2 separate regions of the Mus musculus genome follow, and region 2 is linked to region 1. A link is a contact called in public promoter capture Hi-C data. All regions are on one chromosome and are shown on one strand. The core of a region is the stretch at or near the end of the contact, and the rest is flanking DNA. Distances in the headings are between cores, read along the strand shown. Region 1 holds the start of A330040F15Rik (RIKEN cDNA A330040F15 gene). Region 2 holds the start of Cntf (ciliary neurotrophic factor).

Region 1 (6,163 bases), core at 1,726-4,225:
ACTGTATCTGTGGAGACTGGGAAATCCAAGATCTAAGGACTTATGTCTCTGGTAAACCTCACTGCTTCCAAGATAGTGCCATTTGTTGCATCTTTTGATGACAGAAGGTGGAAGGACAAAGAGGCTTGATCTTTAATGAAGTACTAATGTCAATCATGACAGCTCAGCCTGGTAATCTTACTCCACTGAGCCTTAGGTAACATCTTACCAACATGCACGTTGTGGAGGGATCTATGTATATTGAGACCAGAGTGAAAATTGAAGCAACTGTAGAGTGAACAGATAATAACAAAAAATTCTTATTTACCAGCAATTAGCAATTGGAATCTGACATTTAAAACAATGTTTTTTACTCTGAGTGTGTCCTACTTATAATATTCCAACTTAGCTTATTATTACAGTTTGTGAATCAACAGTATATACTACTGATAGGGGACGAACACATATATAAATAGAATTGAATAGAGAGATTTTGAAAATGGATAGGTTCACGGAATATTTGCAGGTGTATTTGACAAAGGTACCAAAGAAATTCAGATGAAACTTTTTCATAAATCACACTGGAGCAAGAAGTCCCCAAAGTCCCAACAGAAAGAAAAGGCAAGGAGGGAGGGAGGGAGGGAGGGAGGGAGGGAGGGAGGGAGGGAGGGAGGGAGGGAGGGATCATTTTCCACATAATAATTAATTTAAATTGTACCACATATCTAGGTATAAATTGTAAAATCATAAGCCTTATAAGGAAAAGCAGAAAAGTCATCAAATCTAAAAGACCGTCAAGCAATTCTTACACTAAATACAGAAAGTGGAAGCCAGAAAGTTGTAAAAAACAAAAACCCTGTTAAGGATGAAAAGAGCCTCCAGCTTGATAGAAGATATTTTCAAGTCAAGTATCCAAAAGTTTTCATTGAGGATATTTTTAATGTTCTCACTTCATTTTAAAAGTAGCCAAACACATGAACAAACATTTCACAAAGAAGATGCAGAAATCAAGAAGTCACATAGGGAAACACTAAATAAGCATCACTATTATTAACACACGGCATGTTCACACACATTAAAAGCTCAAGAAATATCATGACACCCCTAATAGAAACGCTAAAAAAAGTATACTGATAATAGGATTCACAAAATGGCCCAGTGGCTAAAAGAGCTTACCACACACCAAATAACCCAAGTTCAATGCCCAGGACCCACATAATGATAAAAAAGAACTGACTCTACAAAGTTGTCCTTCCCTCTCCACATACACACTATAGTTTGTGCCTCCTCACAATGATGCTGATGAGGACGACAACGACGACGACGATGGTGATGGTGATGGATATGAGGAGACTAGATGTTGAGTACATTGCTTGGTCAAAGGGAGAAACGGCACAACCACACTAGAAGACTGGCTCCAAATCAATGGCTGGGGAGCTCCTAGATCCTAGAGTAGAAGATGCCACTGCTAATTCCTAAACAGTCTTGTGTCAAAATTCCTTCTCAATATTTATGTTTATGTCCATAGGCCTAGGCAGAAGCTTTCTTTAAAATATGGGTATTATTCAACACAGAGACTCATACTTACTTGTTCAAAGTGTTGAGAATAATACAGAGTTCTCAGCCCTAAATGGGACGTCTGTATTAACCCCTTATCAAGTTCTGGACAGTAACCAAGAGCCGTGGAATAGCCTGTAATGCTTTGAGGGGTTGTGTGGGGCAGCTTTAAAAGGTAACCCACACCTGGCCCCACACCTGGCACTAGGCTTTTTATTTGATAGTCATTAGTGTCTGGGGGTAGTTCTAATTAAACCCATTTTATGTATGTACATATACAACATCCAATGGGTACAGAGTATAAGAGTCTATTTCTTTGTTTCATATTGACTTTCAAAAGGCAGTACAATATTTCAGCCTGCTCTGATTTCTACATAGACAGCATAAAGTTTATACCATAAACGCATGCATCCCTTGGCACTGACTTTCAGTGGTCACAACTGTGACGTTTGACCAGCAGAGAGCATGAAAGCTCTAAGATGCTGGTGCAAACTGACAGAGGGCGTGGCTTCTGCATATCTGACACACCTCCAGGATTCAGGCCTGGATGAGGTAATAGCAGGCCAGAAGAAGAAGGCGTGGGGCTGAGCGTGCGTGTGTTCGTCAGTGTGTGTATGTCAGTGCGAGCAAAAGCCCTGGTGAGACTCAAGTGTAGGAGCTCTGGCCGCGGATACAGCCAGCGCTGAGCTGAAAACAGACAGGAAGTTAGTGGCTGCAAACCTCAGTCCCCGCGTTGGCCCCTGGGACCGGGATGGCAAGCGAGCTTTTGGACACCCGGGGACCCGGGAAGTATCCGCGGGCGTGAGCTCACCTTGGCGTTCTTCCGGGGAGGGGAGACACCTGGAAGCCTCTGAGCGGAGCCCCAGGGAGGGAGCTGTGCCACCGCCGTTGCCTGGCTCCCAGCGGAGAGAGGACGGAGGGCGTGACCATGCAACTCCAGCGAGGCTCAACTGGTGCGAGGCGGGTGCTGCGTCGCGCTTGGGCCGTGCGCCCTGGGTGGCTTTGCAAGGCGGGCGGCGAATGTGCAGGGTCAGGTTTTTTGCATGAAGCCGCTGGACCCCTCGGAGCAGCGGCAGCGACAGGGGCGGTGGAGCACAGTTGGAGGCGGGCAGCTACGGGTCCGCGTCCCGGTGCCTAAGCGACTGCAGACTCCCCCATGAACCACAGCTGAGGCTTCCCGGGAGGCGGTGGCGCCCGAGGCCGGGTGTGCAAGGACGGGGAAGGGAGCATCTCAGGGCACTTCATGCTCCAGACCTCAGCCTTGGACCCTAGTGGTGTAGGAATGGCTGACCGATCATGGCGGCTGGTGTCCCTACAGCCCTGCTGTGAAACACCACTTCAAGGCGGTGCTGCGCTGGTCCACGCGCGGGGCCAGCGTGGTGTTGGGCTAGGTGGAGAGACAGATTGCCCCCTACATCATCGACCTGCAGTCCATGAACCAGTTCCGCCAAGACACGGGTGAGCCATCCAAATCCCTGGTCTGTCCACTGACTCACCCAGTGACTAGCTTTGCTTACTGATGTCCTCACGTGATAGGTGTTGAGGGCAGGTGTTTCCCTTCCTTAGATCCTCACAGGATTCCAAGACCACCTTCAAGTATTTGTCCTGGCAAGTAGTTTAAATTGTCTTGATTATACAAACCCAGCTTCGGCCTAGCTGCAGGAGACCCCTTTATGCCCCCATCGCCACCCCCAGCCCCTACTGGCCCTTAGTGCAGGAATTCTAGGACTTTGCAGTTCCCAAGGAATGCGGGGTCTTCAGCAAGATACTGCTGGAGCCCTTTTACTGCTCACACCTCAGCTGACTTTGCTTTGCCTCAAGCACCTTTGGGGCTGCCGTACACCTCCCCCTCCCTTCAACCTGGCTGAATCTGGCCCTCTTCTATGGACCCCCCCTTCCCACTGACAACTCCTGGATGTAAGATTTGGGAAGCCGTAGGGTTCCTCAGTGTCTAGTTACAGTCTAGTGTGTGAAAAGTGCTGGAAAATTACTGGGAAGAGAGATTGGAGCCAGGGATTCCAGAGCTGGAGCATCTGGATGTGGTGGAGAGAAGAACCGGAGGACTGGGCTCCGGAATGCCTGGCAGAGAGGCTCCTCCCTTTGTCCACAGAGGACAGGACAGAGTGAACATTCTGCAACATTCTCCAACAGCCTGCAGAGTGGAGAATGTCTTTGCCAGCTATGCCTCAGACAGGGGCTGGGCGTCTAGAATATATAAAGAACTGCAGTAATTAAACTTCAAAATAGCTAGTCAATAAATCAGCCAATGAATGGAAGATACCGTTCGCAAAAGTAGGACCACATATGGACACCAGAGATTAAAAAGGCGTTCAGCATTCTTAGTTACCAGCTGAGTGAAAATTGAAGCTACGTTTTGGATTCCATCTTCCCCTAGTGACAATTACTAAGATAAAGAAAAGAGACAGCAGTGCTGTTGAGGTAATGTAACCTAGTACAGCCATTATATAAATTAGTATACATTTCTAAAAATTAAAAAAACAGAACTTCCCTATGATCCAGATATACTTCTGAGTGTGTGAGTGTGTGTATGTGTGTGTGTGTGAGTGTGTGTGTGTGTGTGTGTGTGTATTCTACCACAGAGATACCTGCACATCCACATTTATTGGTTTTCTATTCAAAATAGCAAAGAAATGGAACCAGCCCAAATGGAGCCAACAGATGAATGGATAAGGAAAACGTGGCACATATATAAATGGTATTTATTCAGCTGTAAAGAAAAATGAAATCACATAACTTACAGAAAAATGAATGAATATGGGAATTAGAAAAAAAAACCCTCCAGATTTAGACAGACAGCACATCTCTCACATGTGGAGCCTAGCCTATAAAGTCTGTCTGTCTGTCTGTCTGTCTGTCTGTCTGTCGTATGTAAGTTGGGGTGAATTCCTTGACTGTAGGCTCTGGAATCAGAAAAGAGTGCACAAAGAGGGAAAGAAAGTGTTGCAGAAGTAGAGGAAGGGCACAGGGAGGTGAATGTGGAGATGGAGGATGTGTGTAAGGTACAGTGGGGAGGGGGTGAGGGTATGGGGGGTGAGAAAGGTGAGGTGATTCAACAAAATAAATTTTGTCTGAAACTGGCACAATAAAACCTAATTCTGTGTGTTAATTATTAATGAAAAATAAACTATTTACAAAATAAAACTATGAAGACTGAGAAGTATGTACAAAGATGCCTCTTATGTTGTTCTTTTAAAATAACAGTAAGATTTTGGGGTGTCCTAAATTTCCAAAACAGAAAAATAGTTAAATAAATCACAAATTTCTGTGTCATAATTCTGATCATTATGTAAACACTAAAGCTAACTCTAAAAATAATTTTCCTTTCCCTTCCTCCTCTTCTTCTCTTCCATCTCATCTCCACACTCCCTTTGGAACATAGTTGCAAAGTTTTCAGTTACCCCAATACCCAGACTTCTTGCTAGATGCGATTATTCAATGGATTCTCTTAAGGGGTATTAACATCAAATTTGGAACCCAGAGAACTGACGTCAAGGTTTTTGTGCTTCAGTGAGATTTTTGTAGTGTCCATAATGCTGTGTAAAAGAAAAACTGGAAAGCTATCCAAACTTGGCTCTGCTAAAAATCACAAGGTAAGTGAAGTATGGGAGTTGCCGAGTTCCCTTTGATTTCTGGATCCTACCTGACACTAGCAAAAATGAGCAGTTTCAAAATCACCGAACAGCAAAACATTGACTAAAGTTGTTTAGTTAAGAGTTAACACTTGAGAGATAGTTGCCAGTAGAGTGCCTGCCATGTACTTAGGAGGACTTAACTCTGATCTCCAGCACTCAGTTAAATGTGGGGCACAGCTAAGCACTATGCTAGCGCTGAGAAGAGGGAGACAAGAGGGGAGGAGCCCCTGGGTGTGTTGCCCAGGCAGTCTGACCAAATTGAAAAGGTCCAGGTTCAAAAAATAAGGTGGAGAGTCATTGAGGAAGACACCTAACTTCTGGCTTCTATATGTATACACAACAGAATGAGCACTCCCCACTATGCAGAGAAACATGGACGGACACACACACACACACACACACCTATTTACATTTAAGTAACAATGATTACCTTCAACAACTCTGAGAAAAAGAAAGTGCATTTATATGAGTCTAACTGATAGAGATTCACAGACAGGAAGGAATATATACACTGATACTTGAGAAATGGGACATATTGTGTTTTGTTTTCTGTTGACATATATGCCAAAATATATGTATATGTGCATACATATACATACATTCATATATATCCATACAGATATGTAAATACATTGTTGTAAAGTCTGCATAACATCGTTTTAATTAAGTGTACAATATAGTGTGTTAAATATATTCACAGGATTTTGCAATTATACACATTATCTATACCTCAACTATATCATCATTCCCTAATGTGACCTCTTTACCTACTGAGCTCTTGGTAACCCCTATTCTACCGTCCCTGTCTGAATTTGCTTCTTCTACACTGATCTCCTATGTGGGATCATCTGATATTTCTCTCCTGTGTCTAGCTTATTTCATTTAATACAATGTAGTTAGGATTCACCCATATTATACCAAATATGAAACTTTTATGCCTTTATGGTTAATAATACTCCATCACATGTGTATAC
Region 2 (6,163 bases), core at 1,758-4,257, 170 kb after region 1:
AGCTGCCACAGTGCTTGGCTGAGTCCTGTCATGTACCTAGTATGTTCCATACTACCCTGTGTGGAATTCCTTATAGGAGAGAATACAAGATGAGTCACACATCCCTACATCATGCAACTTATATGGAAGTTAGCCCTCCCTGACTCATGATTCATTAGTGAGGGAGAATGTGGTTAGACTTGGGTCCTCAACTCAACATCTCTTGGGGTTTTAAAGATAAAAACAAATACTAACAAACTCTGGATTCATAATGCACAGCTCTCACTGTAAATGACCTTCCCCAGGAATGTGTTTCCTAGCCTTCCACACCATGTGTTTCTCACAAGAACATTACAAGTAGAGCTTTACTGTGTGTTTAAGAATCTCTGGCATTCTCACTGGGGACCCATCCTCCCTTCATGACTAAGCCTGGAGAATGTAAAGTGCTAGTGTCCTGTGACTCTTTAACCTGAGTAGCATTCTACCCCTCTGCCCATGAGCATCTGGCCACAGTACCTATATGACAGATTTGTTAACTTGCTGTAAACTGAGATCAACCCAATATACAAGTACAATTAGTCAACATTAAGCCAGGCTGTTACTGCATATCCTCAGCCCCAACTATAGAAGTACTGCAGGTCTCATTTTTTTTTCTTTTCTTTCTCAAATGTAATCTGAAGCTATGTTAATTGCTGCTCTTTGCCCAGTGTGGGCAACAAATATTTCCTTTAACATGGTGGGATGCTGCCGACTCCTGAGGATGAGTAACAAGGGCATTCTTTTCAATGCTAGGATAGAATGCAAGACATCTTCCTTTCCACAACTAGGATGTAAGGCTGTACAGAATATACAAAGCCCATGGCACACTCACTGCCTCTGCACAGCGATGCTCTTTTTATCAGGGTAGTTTGAATGAAGATAGTCTAGGACTTCCAATTTGTTTATTCAGTCTTTTCAGAAGTCAACCAAAACTAGTCACAATGTCTCTTCTGCCTGTAAGACTGTTAAACACCTGGAAAGGTTATTTAGTATCAGGAAGGGTAAAGCACTAAGGTGGAAGGATAATGCCCTAATTATACTTTATTATACCACCAATACAAACAAAATCATGTACACACATATGCACAGCCAGAATAACCATGTTTATCTTCTGTTCATACGTGGGTCAACCCTACTTGACGAAATATGCCTGTGGTCTAAGGTTTTCCAAAATTGATGCTGAGAAAACTAGGCCCCTGGGGAACTACTGATATCCCATTAGATCAAAGAGGGAGACAGAGGCAAGAGTTAAGAGCTACATTTGCTTGGCCCCATAATGGCTCTCATGTGCTGAGATTCCCATGTGATGAGAAGAAATGACACGGAGGTCATGGATAGACCTCACAGTCCACTGTGAAAGCTCTTGAAGGACCTTCAAGCCCCACAGCTTCTTCTCAAAGAGGCCACCATCTCCAATTGTGACAGGCATCCCATCAGCCTCTTTTTCAGGGACCTTCTGTTCCAGAAGCGCCATTAACTCCTCTAGCTGGTAGGCGAAGGCAGAAACTTGGAGCGTAAGAGTATGTATTGCCTGATGGAAGTCACCTTCAGTCGGGGTGAAATGCACTCTCTGGTCTTCTAAAAGCTTGGTTAACATCCCTTGGAAGGTACGGTAAGCCTGGAGGTTCTCTTGGAGTCGCTCTGCCTCAGTCATCTCACTCCAGCGATCAGTGCTTGCCACTGGTACACCATCCACTGAGTCAAGGCTGATATTTTTATTCAGGCCTTGATGTTTTACCTGGCCAAGGATATAGCAAAACATATGTTCCATATCATCTCAATTTCCTTCTTCAATCACAAATACAATTTCCTTGACTTTCATAGTCAGTGATCCAAGTTGTTAAGAAAATGCTTAGAATGGAAACCCTTCATATGGGGAGTCCTGATCCCACAGCACTGCCTGAATTTCCCTATGCCCACTGTCCACTCTCAAGGTGAAATCAATCCTTTAGAATACAGCTGGCTTTTATGTCCATCTCTTTGGACACTGAGTCTCATAACTGGCAAGGCTTTTCAAAAGTTTTCAATTCTTAGAGAACTTAAATTTATAACTTTGATCAGAGGCCTGGGATATTACCACAGCAGGTCTTTTAGACAGTGGCCTTTTATGAGAAAACAAGCCCAGAACTGTGGTTAATTTGACATTTTTCTCAAGACTTTTTGGCAGATCTATTTAGTCACAAGTAGTCTAATATGTAGTACTAAAATAAAAGTAGCTTATACTATACAGAGGGCAACTATACATTTCTCTAAAACCCCATATAGTTTTTCTTATCCTGTAATCTTTTTATTTCTAAGGTTCAAAAATTATATGAAGAACCTATGACTTAGAAAACCTATTGTCTACCCTGGTAGGATTCAGAAAAAAGGCAACCAAATAATGTATATTCTCACTTAAGGAAGGACCTGTCCACCTTAAACAGGCTGGATGAAGACAGTAAGGTTGTGTGAATTTTCTCAAGGGAAAGAACATGTCAAATTATAGGTGCTTAATATATGAATGACTAGGGAGCTATACCATAAATACACACACACTAGTGTTTTCGTAACCGGTTATGGGGTTGGAACATGATGGTTAAGAGTTGGGCTAGAAGACTTGAAAACAGACAACCAGACAAAAGCAAAATAGACAACTTACATAAGATTCCATAAGAGCAGTCAGGTCTGAACGAATCTTCCTTGCTAGCCAGATAGAGCGGCTACAGAGGTCCCGGCGGTGAAGGGTCAGAGGTGATTGCTCTGCGAAAGCCATCCCCTAAATCAACTGTCCCAGGAAACAAGTGAGCTGGTTTGCTTCTGTCTTCACTAGTCCAAATAAGAAATGTGACTCCCACAGACTAAATCTACTGGGCATTCTCTAATGGGATTGTGCACCCCCATCCCCACCCCCTGCCTGACTCAGAGGTGGCAGCAAATTCCTGGCTGTGGATTTTGTGCCTGTGGAATCAAAGGGCCCTTTTAATCAGTCTTTTTTTTTTTCCCTCGAAGCGTCTGCCTTCATCTCTCCTCCACTCAGTACTTAGCACTTGTTTTTATGTCATTGTTTTGCTTTTGTACTTAGCAACAAGGTCACTATCACGCTAATCCTCCTGACACCCACCCCTGCCTAATGTAGTCTAGTATTTACACATATAATTTGATTTTACTCTTCTGTTTTCCATGCTCACTGTATTTTAATTTGTTTTATCCTGGCAAAATATAGTATTGAAATAGGTGTCACTTATTAAATGAGTCAGATACTATGCTACACATTTAAACTTCATTGGAATCTTGAGTAATCCTGGGCTGAACATTAGTCTTGGGGGTAGTTTTCTCATTTGATGTCTTTTATCTAAGAAATTAATACAATAAACTAGATTCGTATTTCTGCATTGGTCTTTGGCTTTATTTCCCCCCACCTCACACTGACTTTACAATTTCTTTGGGTAGCTCATGATATGTGCAAGAAACAGAGACTATGTGATACAGGTCATTTATAGCCATCTTTCCGTTCCCATTATCTGTAAGGTTTAGACTTGTTTAAAAATTAGCTAAAGGAGCATCTCTAGTCTCAACCATGGGGCCTTCCTGGTAGCTACAGGATGTGGAAGGCACTGTTTAGGCCTGTTCTCTCCCAAAGGAAACACCCAACCCAAACTTGGTAACATTTCTCAGGCACTTTCACTCAAGTGACAACATGCTTCTTTTTCTTACCAGTCCCAGTCATTCGCCATGCTTAGCAAGGTAATGAACAAGGCTTTGAAATGAAGACAAAAGAGTTAAAAAGGTCTTACAGACCTGTCATTCTATTGTACTGCACTTAGTGGGTGAAGTTAATAGGCTCAAGTTTCAAAGTTTCAACCCGAAATAGGTCAGTGAAGTCAATGTCCCCATTTTATATCACAGATTTTGCCAAGAAGTTCAAACACTTGCCACCTCAGTAGCAAATTGACATAGGTGAGAAATGGCTGCCATAGAACTTTTTAGCAAGGTTGAATTATGTTTTCTTTTTTTAAAGTTAGAACTTGACATAAAAGCTTTGGTAAGAAGCACTGGTCTTAAATGCAACCACGGTTTTGTCATTGTCAGAGTAAACTGTACTTCACAGTATCCTTAACATCCCCTAGAAAGCAACCAAAACACCCTTTGGAGTCTGCCAAACACAGAGCTACAAGGCCTCTCTGCATTAGAAGCCCTCCCAACTCTTAACAAAGAGCAAATAGCACCATACAAAAGGGGCATGTTTTCCTCATTTAGCAGCATCAACTGTTTTATCCTCGCATGACTAACTCAGTACAACCAAGGAAGACCAGTTGCTTCCAGGAAGACAACTTTTATTTTTCTTCTTTACATACTTATTTTGAAATGATTACCTAGATTAAAAGGAAACAAGATTTTAAAAGCAAAGTATCCCTTTTATTATAATTTTTTTCTTTTACATAACTTTTAAACCTAGATCAAGTAACCAGCTATCTCTCATCACAGGAAAAGGGTCCTGCACATTTCAACAGGCAAAAAGTCTCAGGAGATATAACTGCCCCATTACAATTTCCCGATTTTCTTGAGTATACTGGAAAATTGATAGAAAGAAAGGCAGGAAACTAGCCCTGCAGCAAGGCTGTAAGACCTCACTTAGGTTGTTGGTATATAGTTAGTTGATTTTCTTCCTCTGAACAGGTACAAGGGAGGTCCAAGTGCTCTATGCTGATGTTTTCTCTGCTCATTCCCAGGACTCCCAGCCAGTGTCTGACTAAACCCTGTAAAATGTGTTAGGGTCTAATTATGCAAAATACGCTAGCAATGCAAGCAAGGAGGGTACACAACTCCCAGAAATACCAAGTAATTATCATAACTATATACCTAAGAATTTAGAATTGCCAATTGAAGATGGAGGTATGACTTAAAAGATAACAAACCATCAGTATGAATTAACTATTTTCAAAACTAAAAGGACTCCTTCGAAGGACAATTAAATGACTGGCATGGGAAAAAAGAAAAGGGTAGGGGCTTAGTTTGCTCATACACTTTTATTATACTAGCACTAGCTCTCAAAAGGAATAGGAAGTTCATGAAAAATTTATTGCAAACTGCTAAAAAAACTTATTGCCAACAGAGAGCAGCTAAGATGACCGAGCCCCCTTTCAGCCCCACCCCAACCCCATGAGAGGACAGGAAGTTTCTAAGTTTTAGAACTAGTTGCTTTTATGGGGAGGAGAGCGAAGTACAGAAAAGAACATATTTTTCCCCATCCCAGAAAAGTGAGATGTTTTCAATGCAGTTTGTTTTTCTGTGGGTGGCTCTATCTAATTTATTGGAGACATTCTAAATGTGAAAAACAAAGGGTAAGTGTAGGACACAGATACTAGATAAACAGCGTCAAGAGGAGCAAAGTTTGCTGCAGATCCATTTTTAATTCCTCTTAAAGTGTTTTCAAATCTATGCAATGTACCAAGGTCAACTGCAACTCTGCAGGGCAGAAAAGCCTGTCTTCATGCCTTTTCTCCCCTCACATGGAGGGGTGGCTAAGTCTGCAACACTCTAGAGGAAACAATAATGTGTTTAAGATTGTTCCTGTAGGTGTCTTCCTCCCTCTCCCTGGCATCCCAACCACCGACATAGGTGGGTGTATAGTAAGCGTCTTTCAGAGATGACATTTTGCTATTCTCCTTTTGGGGGGAAAAAAAAATCAAGCAGAGAAAATTTGATAAACTCCACAGTTTTAGTGTTTGTGAAAAACAAGCTGTTCCTTATTTTGTTCTCAAACTCTTATTTTTCCCAATAGTCATCATGTGTTGCTGACAACAACTGGCCCAGTCTTCAATGGCTGATTCTGAAGTACACAGGGAAGAACTGCACTCCTAATTTTCAAAAAATGAGCTGAATTAGGGTTTTAGTCTTTTGAGAGGTAGAAGCATGTAAAAATATGATCCGTGTCTCCCAGTGACAGTAATTTTAATGCCACAGGGCATTAAAATCTCTACTCAGAGGAAAACAGATAATTCTGGGGAAAGCCAAAAAACATTATCGTATAGATTTTTACTTTTGTTTTTGTCTATTGAAGCTTTGTCTCTTCTAAAGAGGAGATAAGACAGAAGAGTTTACTCTTAACCAAATCTCTAGAACTTTTAGATTGTGTTCCTTCATGAATGACAGGGTCCGGTCTTCC

The links. Promoter capture Hi-C pulls out the DNA fragments that hold promoters and counts their contacts.
Region 2: a promoter capture Hi-C map of liver shows a contact between it and region 1. A contact is called at or near these places in 10 of 39 promoter capture datasets (the C10 cell line, the HPC-7 cell line, HPC-7-derived erythroid cells and 6 more), 11 of 484 Hi-C or Micro-C datasets (the AML12 cell line, CD8 T cells, the G1E-ER4 cell line and 5 more), 7 of 130 datasets of targeted methods (CD8 T cells, a beta-TC-6 cell line, bone marrow-derived macrophages and 4 more) and 3 of 9 other capture datasets (adipose tissue, liver and macrophages).

What each region holds. Positions count from the first base shown.
Region 1 is chr19:12,593,591-12,599,753 of GRCm38.p6, forward strand. A330040F15Rik (RIKEN cDNA A330040F15 gene) reads right to left here and starts at 2,976. Exons shown (of 2, transcript NR_015503.1): 1 at 2,348-2,976.
Region 2 is chr19:12,762,625-12,768,787 of GRCm38.p6, forward strand. Cntf (ciliary neurotrophic factor) reads right to left here and starts at 3,008. Exons shown (of 2, transcript NM_170786.2): 1 at 2,657-3,008; 2 at 904-1,756. The coding sequence starts at 2,770. The coding sequence ends at 1,274. It overlaps Gm44505 (predicted readthrough transcript (NMD candidate), 44505), which reads right to left. Exons shown (of 13, transcript NR_024093.1): 12 at 2,657-2,782; 13 at 904-1,756. It overlaps Zfp91 (zinc finger protein 91), which reads right to left. Exons shown (of 11, transcript NM_053009.3): 11 at 4,315-6,163.